2 separate regions of the Mus musculus genome follow, and region 1 is linked to region 2. A link is a contact called in public capture Hi-C data. All regions are on one chromosome and are shown on one strand. The core of a region is the stretch at or near the end of the contact, and the rest is flanking DNA. Distances in the headings are between cores, read along the strand shown. Region 1 overlaps Wipi2 (WD repeat domain, phosphoinositide interacting 2). Region 2 overlaps Ap5z1 (adaptor-related protein complex 5, zeta 1 subunit).

The links. Capture Hi-C pulls out chosen DNA fragments and counts their contacts.
Region 1: a capture Hi-C map of embryonic stem cells shows a contact between it and region 2, with 3 times the contacts expected there. The contact joins two enhancer-like sites. A contact is called at or near these places in 4 of 484 Hi-C or Micro-C datasets (the N1E-115 cell line and embryonic stem cells), 4 of 115 datasets of contacts at active chromatin or transcription factors (all in embryonic stem cells) and 2 of 9 other capture datasets (adipose tissue and embryonic stem cells).

The regions. Positions count from the first base shown.
Region 1 is chr5:142,665,999-142,671,614 of GRCm38.p6, forward strand. Wipi2 (WD repeat domain, phosphoinositide interacting 2) reads left to right here. Exons shown (of 12, transcript NM_178398.4): 11 at 96-253; 12 at 862-3,374. The coding sequence ends at 974. Among named protein-coding and RNA genes, the nearest start is that of Gm40352, 24 kb to the right of the region's middle. Within about 2 kb of position 3,898, at least 17 of the 459 cell types and tissues checked have an H3K27ac peak or open chromatin away from gene starts, as enhancers often do. A contact at or near this core is called in embryonic stem cells, where this site is marked.
Region 2 is chr5:142,477,322-142,482,873 of GRCm38.p6, forward strand. It overlaps Ap5z1 (adaptor-related protein complex 5, zeta 1 subunit), which reads left to right. Exons shown (of 17, transcript NM_172725.2): 17 at 1-1,394. The coding sequence ends at 165. Among named protein-coding and RNA genes, the nearest start is that of Ap5z1, 16 kb to the left of the region's middle. Within about 2 kb of position 1,665, at least 51 of the 459 cell types and tissues checked have an H3K27ac peak or open chromatin away from gene starts, as enhancers often do. A contact at or near this core is called in embryonic stem cells, where this site is marked.

The DNA.
Region 1 (5,616 bases), core at 2,648-5,147, 190 kb after region 2:
AGGCTTGCTCTGTAGCCAAGGCTGGGATTTTGAGAATGAGCCATCACACCGGACTTGAAGCAGTGAGTCTGACCGTGTTGCTTTACTGTCTCTAGGCTTGATGGCAGTATGGAGACGACCAGTGAAATCGTAGACTCTGCATCTCATGACTGCCCCTTAGCAACACAGACGTACGGCACAGCAGCTGCCAAAGGTGCCTATGTGCCCTCGTCCCCCACAAGACTTGGGAAAGGGCAGGACGCCAACTTAGAAGGTAACTGAGCATTCGTTTCCGGGGTGCTTCCACCTGTGCTGCCCCTGGAAGCACTGCCTCCCGTGAAGCCGTGGGCCAGGGCGCCTCCTCCCAAGGCTTGCGAAAGTGAACTAATAGTCTTCGTTTTGGGGAGAAAGGCAATCATTGTGGCCAGGGACTCGGGCTGCGTGTGAGCCCACCTAGCCTTCTCCCTCCCTGTGTAAGCAGTGTCCTAATGTATGACATGCAGAAGCTGCCTGTGCTGACCTCCATTGTGCTTTAAGTTCCCTAAACTTGAGAGAGGTGCCGCCTCCATGTTGGGGAGCATCCCTTCCGCTGTACCCCAGGACGGTGTCTCCAGTTAGAATCCCATAGGGTCCCTTAGTCACTCAGGAGTGCGTTCAGCTACCACTGCTTACTGTAGGTGCGGGCCTAGTGCATGCTGGGAAGTGAATGGCATCATCTGGCTCTGCCTGAGGCTGTAGAGGCCCCACTCTGACCAGGCTGGGAGAGTCTTAGTGTGGCCATAGCTCAGAACGAGTACCATCTCCTGGACACGCCCTGTGGTTGGTGCGGCAGGATCATCCGCTGGTCCCAGCTCTCTGAGGGTTCCACTCCTGTCTCTGCAGCCTACACAGATGACCTGGGTGCTGTGGGTGGTGCATGCCTAGAGGATGAAGCCAGCGCTCTGCGCCTGGATGAAGACAGCGAACATCCTCCCATGATTCTCCGGACTGACTGATCCTGACCTGTGAACTCTGGCCCAGGAGCAGACAACACTGCCTGGCTGAGGACTTGAGCATTGCTGCTATGAACTTTGACCTGAATTGAGGGAGAGGATGGCAGAGACTTAAAGCAGAGGTTGTAGTTATAGCCTATCCATACTGTTGAGAAAATACAGTTTTCACTTCAGTGACTTTAATCCTGCTTATGAATTTAGCTTTTTATTTTCTCTCACTCTTTAATTTTTTTAATCTTTTTTTTTCTTTTTTCTTTTTCTTTTTTGCCAAAATTAACTATTTGGTGAAGTCTGTGGAGTCTCCTTGCTTTGCATGTGTGATGTGCCAAGCCAGCATAGGAGAGCAAGTGGAGTGGCCACTCCATAGCAAACCACAGTTGTCAGGTCTCATGCCAGGGCACGCATGAAGAAGTCTGCGTGCAGTGATTCTGCAGGGACAGGGCCCATGTGCCCACCAAGACCAGCCAGGGCACCAGTGGACAGTGGCCTCTGTCAGGAGTCCTCTTGCCCTACTGCCCCACCTGGGCCATTTTCCCTCCCAATTTATTAAACTCTTTCCAGATTGGATCATTCTGGGACTAGCTTCCTCCACGGGGGGACTGTTGTTCTGGGTCTTAGTCTCCATGGGCATCTTGAGAGGGAGAGGGGCAGTTTCTGCTCTCTGTGCCTTCTCTTCTGACAGGTGAACTTGGCAGTCTACCAGGGCAGCCTGGAACCAAGAAAGGTGATGTCGTCAGTGTCGTTAAATGCTCTGTCTCCTCCTGTCCCCATCCATAACTGTGACTTGGCTTTTTGTTTTTTTTGTTTTTAAAGGAGAGTCTATAGCTACTCCAATTCCCAAAAAAGCACAAAGGTGTAAGATGCTAGGTCAGGGTCAGCCTCTGCGGACCTGGAGCAGTGGTGTCTGCCAGAGGCTCTCCTCCCTCCCCAGACATAGCAGAGAGTAGAGGGGCCCCTCCCCCTCCCAGGGAGGCGGCAGGAGATTCCCTCCCGGGGTGATGTGCCTTTTCTTTTGGTCTTACAAGGGCAGGAAAGTGAGGTCAGATGTCAGTGCTGCCCTGTGCCTGTCTGCTTTTGATTGTTTGCTATTTGGGGGGAAGGTGTGGTCTCACACTACACCCCAGGCCCTGGAACTCACTATATAGCCCAGGCTGGTCTCAGACTCAAAGTAGTCCCCCTGCCTCAACTTCCTGTGAGTTGGAATTACAGGTACTGCTGTGCTAGGCTCCATTCTCAGCTCTATAGAATAAAAAGTTGAGGTCCTCAAATCTGCATTCTAAAGAACAGAGCCTAACAGTGGAGCCCAAGGGCGTGGCTGTGGCTTCTGCATGACTATGGCTTTAGGTGCAGGGGTTTTGGAGTAGGAAATCTGGATAATGTTGGGGTACCAGGTTAATCCAGCCGGATAAGAGGGACTACAGGTAGCTGCCTTCAGGCCTGTGTGGTTATGTCTGGTAGAGTATATCTGCAGGGTGCCTGTAGCTAAATCTGCTGAGGTTCCCTGTTTCTGCTGTTCAAGGATAGCTAATCACATAATTGGGGTTTGAGGGGCGCCCACTGTTAGCTCTGGCTGCTGTTGGCACCTGTGCCCTGGAGCATCCGAGGAGCCAAACAGTATGAGGCAGGGTTAGGCTGCGTGTGCTGGACTTTAAACTATGAATTTTCTGGACCCTAATAACATGGGACCCCAGCCTGTGGCCTAGTTCAGTGACTGCTTCACTGGGAGACTAAAACTGGCCTTCACAGGAACCGACTGTGGGAAGCACACGGGGCTGATTGGGAGCCGGGGTTTCCTGGAACCAAAGAGTGTGGCTGTTGTGCTGGTGACCTTGGCTTTGTGCTCTGGGTTTGGAGCTCAGCTCCCTCTGCTGAGGCCTCTCTAGGGAGCTGGGGTCTCACAGACAGTGGAGTTCACGTCTCCCTAAAGCATAGGTTTCCTCACTTGGAAACTTGGTTAGAAAAAGGCCGCTCCTGGGGTCTGGGGCTGTGCCTTCCATCAGTGGTCTTGCCAGGCTGTGCAAATTTGGTGAGCCTTCCTCTCTTGGGACAGATGTGCCCGTGCATCCCACAGAGGTCAGAAAAGCAAAGGATTAGGCTGTGACCTCAGGCAATCTGTACAGCACTCGCAGGCCTCAGGTGAGGGAGGAGAGAGTGGCTGGCTGAGGTCAGCACTCACTGTTGGGATGCACACGGTAGAGCCAAGCCTCAGCAGGGCTCAGGTTCAAAGGTAAGAACATTTTGGAATCCGGTGTGGCACACACCTGTAATCCCAGCAGTCAAGAGAGTGAGGCAGGAGCATGGCTGTAAATTTGAGGCCAGTCTAGACTATATACTCCTGGGCAAACCTGGCCTACAGAGTGAGACCCTGTCTCAAAAAACCAAAGGATGATGACTTTAAGAAAAGAAAGAAACAAAACAAAAACAACGGGGAATGGGAGTTGTAAAACCCCCCAAAATTTTAAGATTAGTATGGATTGGGACCAAAGCTTTTGTATTTTCTCAGACAATGAAAGCAAGAGTTGGAGTCCCTTGTCCTGCCTACACCAACAAGTGTGAGCTAGGGGCAGGTCTCAGGGGTCTGAGGTTGGACTGTACGAGAACCCTACCTCACAGGGCTGTTGTGAGGTGTGTGGGGGCATGTCCTGTGGGTACCCAGTGCTGGGGCTGGCCAGCAGTGGACTCCAATAAACACTAAAACTGAAAGCTCCCAGAGTCAAGTGCATGGTTTTTGTTCAGCTCTGCTCTCTGCCTACAAAGCTAGGTGGAAGATGGTCTTGCAGTGGAGGGTGTGTGGAGGGAGCCTGTCTCGCCTGGGCCGTGACTGCAGGGTTGAGACCACAAGTTTCAGCAATGTCCTGCCTAGCCCACCTGGAACATCCCAACCCTGCCCTCTTGTGGATTCTGGGAGCTTCAAGGCTGCAGCTCCTGCCAAATCGGCTTGGTAACTTGGCTCTCACAGTTTGACTTGGAGACGAGGCTCGACAGCAGGTGTGTTACTTGGAAAAGACCAGAGTATTTTGGTCACAGCTCAGCTATGACGAGGACTGTGTGCCTTGCTCAGCTCCACTCTCCGTGGTTCTTTTTGTTTTATTTTTGAAATGATCTTACAACTTAGCCCAGGCTGCAGTCAGATTTAAGATGGTGTGCCTCTGCCTGCCTTGTCCTGGAACTACAGGCCCAAGCCAGCACATCCGAGCTTTTATCAAGACATCATAAAGATGCATGCTCCAATGGCCCCGTGCCCCCAGTCGTTGTAGCTCCTGCCCTCTGCATGCTAGCAATGACCAGATCACTTGTTCGGAACATCTGGTGTCCCAGGTGTGAGGAGAGCTGGACCAAGTGCCCTCCTCACACTGTGCGAGAAGTGTCTCCCCGGGGGATGAAGCCTGTTGGAAATGCATACTAACAACTGCCTGCTGAGCACAAGGGCTTTATTGATTGAGTTCTTGCCCTACTGTAATCTTTGACCTGTCTTAGACTATATTTGTACTCTGTGGGGTTTGGGAAACCCAAGGGAAAGAAAAGGAACAACTCTGGATTTGGAGGCAAGATCAACTCTTCTTTGGCGTCTGACAAGGAATAGCATTTTATTTTGAAAAATTAAACCTTTTTCAAGCTGATTCAAGGGGACTGTCCTGATCCCCTCCGCCTGTCTAATTCTATACTGGGATGCATCTGAAAAGCATTCATTTCTACCTTTCCTTCTAAGGTAAAGGTATTTCAGGTACGTGTGTTTGTGAGTGCCTGTTTTCTGTCTGTGGCTCTGTCTCCCCCCCACCCCTCCCCAAGCCACAGTGATTACAAGTCTCCATATCAGAGCTGGGTAATATGGTACATGCCTGTTATCCCAATATTAGGGAGGAGTCAGAAGGATCAGAAATTTAAGGACATCCTCAGCTACACAGAATCTGAGCTGCATCAATACCCTGTGTCACCAGGCAGCCGAGGTGCACACCTTTAACCTCAGCACTTGGGTGACAGAAGCAGATGGACCCAGCCTGGTCTAAAGTTCTAGGATAGCCAGGGCTACATAGAGAAACTGTCTCAGGGTGGGGAGCAGGGGGTGGAGGGGACCCTATCTCAGTGGGCTGAAGAGAGCGTGGGGGTTAAAAGCATTGTTGGCCCTTCCAGAGGACCCAGTTTTAGTTCCCAGCACCACATGGTAGCACACAAACTGTCTACAATTCAGGGGATCTGAAGTCCTCTTTTTGGTACCAGCCACTTAGGTAGTTCCTATAATTTTTTTTTCTAGTTTTTCAAAACAGGGTTTCTCTGTGTAGCCCTGGCTGTCCTGGAACTCACGCTGTAGACCAGGCTGGCCTCGAACTCAGAAATCCACCTGCCTCTGCCTCCCAAGTGCTGCGATTAAAGGTGTGCGCCACCACCGCCTGGCTCCTATACATTTATATAGGCATTAACACCTATTTTTTAAAATGACTTAGAAATGGCCTCTGGTTAAGAGTGCTTGCTGCTCCCGCAGACGACCTGAGTTTTCCCCAGAACCCACATCAGCTCGCAGCCACCTGTGATGTAATTCCAGGCCCAGAGGCTCCCCCAAACTCACACACCGCCACACACACACAGTTAAAACTAATAATCGGTTTAGAGAGATGGCTCAGCAGTCATGAGCACTTACTGCACCCAC
Region 2 (5,552 bases), core at 415-2,914:
CTGCTAACCTTACTAAAGATGCCCAGTGTGGCCCAGTTTGTGTTCACACCTCCTGCAGGCGTGTGCCAGCCCCGCTACCACCGGGACACCAACGTGGCCCTGCCTCTGGCTCTGCGCACGGTCAGCCGGCTGGTGGAGAAGGAGGCTGGCCTCCTGCCAGGTTGAAGGGACAGTCACCACCTGAACAGTAGCTACAGCGTGAGAGCCTGGGCAGTCAGCAGTATTGGAGCTGAGCTGCAGGCGTGGGTGACTCGTGAGGCATGGTGGACATGACTGTCAGGATGGGATCACCAGCCCCTGGGGATGAGTCATCTCACCTTGTCTCTGTGGCTGGCCAGTCAGCCTTGAGCAGCCGGTAGGTGACTGAGTGTTACTTCCTAGGCCGAGCAGAAATGGCCTGGTCTGCTTGCTGCTGTTACTCATTTCTGGATTTGGGGGCAGGGAGCAGTGCAGGAAAAATAAACTAAAGAATTATTTATGCTGAGCAGTGGTGGCACATGCCTTTCATCTCAGCACTCAGGAGGTAGAGGCAGGTGGATTTCTGAGTTCAAGGCCAGCCTGGTCTACAGAGTGAGTTCCAGGACAGCCAGGACTACACAGAGAAACCCTGTCTCAAAAAACCAAAAGAGAATTCTTTAATATTACATGTATGTGCTTGCACACACCACAGTGCACACGAGATCAGGAGACAGCTTTTGCTACTCGGTTCTCTCCTCAGCCATGTGGGTCTTGGCTGGTTGCCTGGCTCAGTGACAAGCGCCTTTACCTACTGAGCCATTGTGCCTGCCACCAAGTAAATCTTCCAGTGCTGTGTACAGCCCAGGCCCCTCTCTCTGCCTTCCTTGGACTTGGAGAGCCAGGGAGCCTGGGCTGCTGCCTTCCCACCCTGCCCTCTGTTGAGGGAAATACCTGGGTCCCCTGATTGGCTCCTGTGTCCTTGATGTGACAGAAATGACATGCTCTGGAGCTGAAACTCACAAAGCCCTGAGTTTAATCCTGAGTGTAACCCCAGGCATGGGGTGCACACTGCAATCCCAGCACTCAGCAGGTGGAGTGAAGTTCGAGAAAGGTCAGAAGTTCAAGGTCAGCCTTGGCTAGGTAACAACTTGAAATGCAGCCTGGGCTACAAAAGAAATTGGGCCTAGAAGATGACTCAGCACATAAAAGGCCTTGCTAGATGCCCCTGATGACCCAGGGTTGACCCCTGGATCTCATGTGTAAGGCTGCGTACCATGGTGTGTATGTAGCTGTGAAGACAGCAGTTCAAAGCTCAAAGGCTTGCTACAGCAGTGGAAGAACGAGCTGGAAAGCAAGAACCAACTCTCAGAACGCACGCCATGCCTTGGTCACATAAGACATTTTAAAAGCTAAATAAAACTCAAGGTGTATTCATGAGGGCGCGGTGTCTTCTGGGTCCACATGCAGGTGGTGTTTGCCTAATTATGCTGCTTCCTAACTTAAGGATATGGAAGGCTAGACTTGGAGGACTTTTATGTGCTCCAGTGGTTCTGCACAGAGGCTTCCAGGTTTCATGGTGCTCAAGGGTGCAGGCTCCTGCCTGCTGAGAATTTTTGCAATTTTCCTGAGCCCTGGACAGATAGTTCTTCAGAACTACTCAGGCACTGACAGCACATGGCCACCAGATGGCGCCACCGCACCAGTTTATTGATGCGCACGCCTTTGGCCCCACCCACAACTCCATCCTTCACTTTGTTTCTGGGCTCTGTATTGGGGCTGGAGTTCCCTCAGGAAAAGTTGAATTTAGGCTCCGGCTGAGGTGTGCGGCTAAGTGGGGTGCACCTATCGAGGCCACGGGGTTACTAAAGCCCACGTGGGCCTCGTGTCCGGATTCACGTTCAGGGAGAGCTTTACTTGTTACCACTAGGCCTGTTGGGCCCGGGCCAAACTCCCTCCCCGAGCTGGGCCTGGACAGATGTGTTCAGGGAGTGCTATCTGTTCCTGTGAGGGCAGGAAGGACAGTGTCATTAGTGACTTAAAAAAAAAATTAGCCTTTTGCTTTATTCAGTGAGTGTTTTTGCCTGCATGCATGTCAGCGCGCCATGCGCATGTTTTGCATGCAGAGGTCAGAGAGCCTCAGACCCACTGGAACTGGAGTCGCAAGCTTGTGAGCCCCCATGTGCTGGGAATTGAACCCAGGTCCTCAGGAAGAACTCCTAGTGATCCTAACCACTGAGCCATCTCTGCAGCCCAGAACCTTGGCATCCTTCAGTCACAGGGTACATGGCTCCACCAGCACTGCACAGAAAGTTGATGAAGCCATGCCAGCTTGAACAAGGGCAGAGGTGTTTGAAGACACACTGCCCTCTTCTTGTTGAGCACCAGACAAAGCCAAGTGCCCACTCAGATGGCAGGGGCTGCCCTGGCCCCTCAGAGGGTCACATACGGTATTCAGCCACTCTTCCTACCTTCGTCTGGCTAGAGGCTTGGGCTCCAGGCTCCTAGGCCCCCGTGACGTTGGTGAAGCTTTTACACCTCCTCGGCTGTTATAATCACCTTTCATATGAATGCTTGACAACCCGTTTGCACACATGCCAAGGTTTTAATATGTGGTATGAATGTGTGTGTGTGTGTGTGTGTGTGTGTGCCTGCAATGGAGAGGCTGGGGGTTGGTGCGGAGTGGTTGGTTTCCTCAGTTGCTCTCCACCTAATTGGATTTTTTTCCTTATGTTCTCCTTGGGAAGGCAGAGCATGCGTGGAGCTAAGGACAGATTTCGAGTCTGTTCTGCCCTAGGGGTTGCTCTCACGTTGTCGGGCTCTGCAGCAAGTCCTCTTACCCAGTGATCCATCCCATCAATCTTATATTTTTAAAATAATTTTAGTTTTGAATGAAAATAGTTACTTTCATACAGTTTATTCTGATGAGTTTCCCCTCCCTCATCTCCTCCCAGATCCTCCCATCCCCCTGCCCTTCCAATTTCATATCTTTCTTAAGAAAACAAGCAAGCAAATAGAAAAGACGAACAAGGATTTAAAAAAATGAATAAAATGGGGGGGGGATACTTTTCAGAAAGTAGGAGAAACATACAAATGAGAAACACACACACACACAAGACTAGTAAGGGGGCAGGGGACCCAAACAAAGCAGTATGAGATCTCAAAACATCCCTGTTTTGAGATGTCTGTTAGCCATCTGCTGCTGAGTGTGGGGCCTACCTGTAAGTGGGGTTTGTTTACCCAATGAGGCTCCCTTGGAGAAACAGATTTTTTTCTTTGGTTGGGGATAGGAGCTGGAATCTACTTCCTCATCTCGGCACTGGGACCTGTGGGCTTGGATCTGTGCAAAGCCCACGAAAGCTGCCACGGCCTGTGAGCAAATGTGTGTGTCAGTCCTGTTGTGTCTGGAGGACAGTCTTAGGTGTCATTCATCCCCCCTGGCTTTTACACTCTTTCTGCCTCCTCTTCAGCAGTTTCCGGAGCCCTGAGGGGAGGAATTTGATGGAGACTCCAAGATCTGTCACACTCTGCATACTGGGCAATTGAAACCACTTTTTTTTTTTCAGATGCAGCTAGCATAGATTCAGGCATCTTCCTGTCAAACATACACATCAGCAATACACACAGCAGCAGCATACACACATACACCAGCAATACACATACACACCAGCAATACACACACAGCAGAAGCAGCATACACACACACACACCAGCACTGGGTCACAGGCAGTCAGCACTGGGCCTTTAAACGGATGATGAGACTGTCCCCTCATGCTTGGCATGCGTCACTGACCGAGCGCCTGTATTGTGCTCTTTTTATGAATGGCTAAATAATAAGAACCAAGAAGCCCTGCACAAAGCATCATGACCAAGTTGGCGAGGAAAGGGTTTATTCAGCTTACACTTCCACATTGCTGTTCATCACCCAAGGAAGTCAGGACTGGAACTCAAGCAGATCAGGAAGCAGGAGCTGATGCAGAGGTCATGGAGGGATGTTCCTTCCTTCCTTCCTTCCTTCCTTTTTCTTTCAAGATTTATTTATTATATGTAGTCCACTGTCACTGTCTTCAGACACACCAGAAGAGGGCATCTGATCTCATTACAGATAGTTGTGAGCCACCATGTGGATACTGGGATTTGAACTCAGGACCTTCGGAAGAGTAGCCAGTGCTTGTAACCACTGAGCCATCTCTCCAGCCCCAGGAGGAATGTTTCTTACTGGCTTGCTTGCTCTGCCTTGCTCAGCTTGCTTTCTGATACAACTGAGGACTACCAGCTCAGGGATGGCACCACCCATTATGGGCCCTCCCACCCTTGATCACTAATTGAGAAAATGCCTTACAGCTGGATCTCATGGAGGCATTTTCTCAGTTGAGGCTCCTTTCTCAGTGATTACTCCAGCTTGTGTCAAGCTGACACAAAACCAGCCAGTACAAGCCTACTATCCAGGATCAGAACTGTTATGGTGGCCACACCCCATCTCTCTGTGCGCCCCCAGTCTATGCAGCCTGCTCCACTGTTTAACCCTAAACACTCTTCTGAGTTGCTTGAAGAATTGAATTGCCTGTGTCAGCAGGTATCCCTTACTGTATGTCCTCTCTCTGTTGTCTGAACAAGGTCATGCTGGCTTATTGCAAGAAGGCTTCCTGCTGGCATTCTTCCAGTAGTGTCTGCAGGAATGTGGGGTCCCCTCCTCTGCTCCCCAGCATGGAGCTTGTGAACCCAGGAATGAGACCCTGCACCAGCTGCAGCCCCTCAGCTCTGTTCTGAGCTGTAAGCGTTTCTTCTGGATGAAGCCATCAATTGGGGGTGGGGTGTTGGTTTTTCGAGACAGGGTTTCTCTGTAGCTCTGGCTGTCCTGGAACTCACTTTGTAGACCAGGCTGGCCTCGAACTCAGAAATCCCCCTGCCTCTGCCTCCCGAGTGCTGGGATTAAAGGCGTACGCCACCACGCCGGCAACCATGAATTTTAAATATCAGTTTAAAAGCAAATTTAGGGGCAGGGGAGTGGAGAGATGGTTCAGTGGCTAAGAGTGATCACCGCTCTTGCAAAGGACCTGGGTATGGGTGCCAGCACCCACATGGAAGTCACATGTAACATAGTTGTAGATCTGGTCCCTCCTGCAGCCTCAGTGGGCTCCCGAATATGGACAGTACCCATAGACTTGAGTTGAAGTCCCAGGACCTACATGGTGGAGAGAACCAACTTCCATAGCTGTCCTCTGTATCTCCACGTGCACACCACGGCATGCATGCATACCTCACCACCCCCATTCCATGCACTCAAAATAAATCAATAAAAATGTGTAAGATCTTTAATATATGCTTTATCCAGCATCTTGGGCATCACTGAGTTGTGGCTGCTTATCCAAGCTGGGTGCAGCCACATGCAGCCACAGCAGCAGGTGGGACATTGTAGCAGTTCCTGGTAGCAGCCAGGAGGGGGCAGTATGGAGACGCATGAGAGCAAGTAATAGGGCCAATCCAGGACTGTGCCCTCCACAAAGATCCCTTTCATGTGAGGACTATTTGCAGTTGATTGGGACCCCTTTGTACCAAGAATTTCTCCTGTTAAAAATATGAGAACCTTGGGCTAG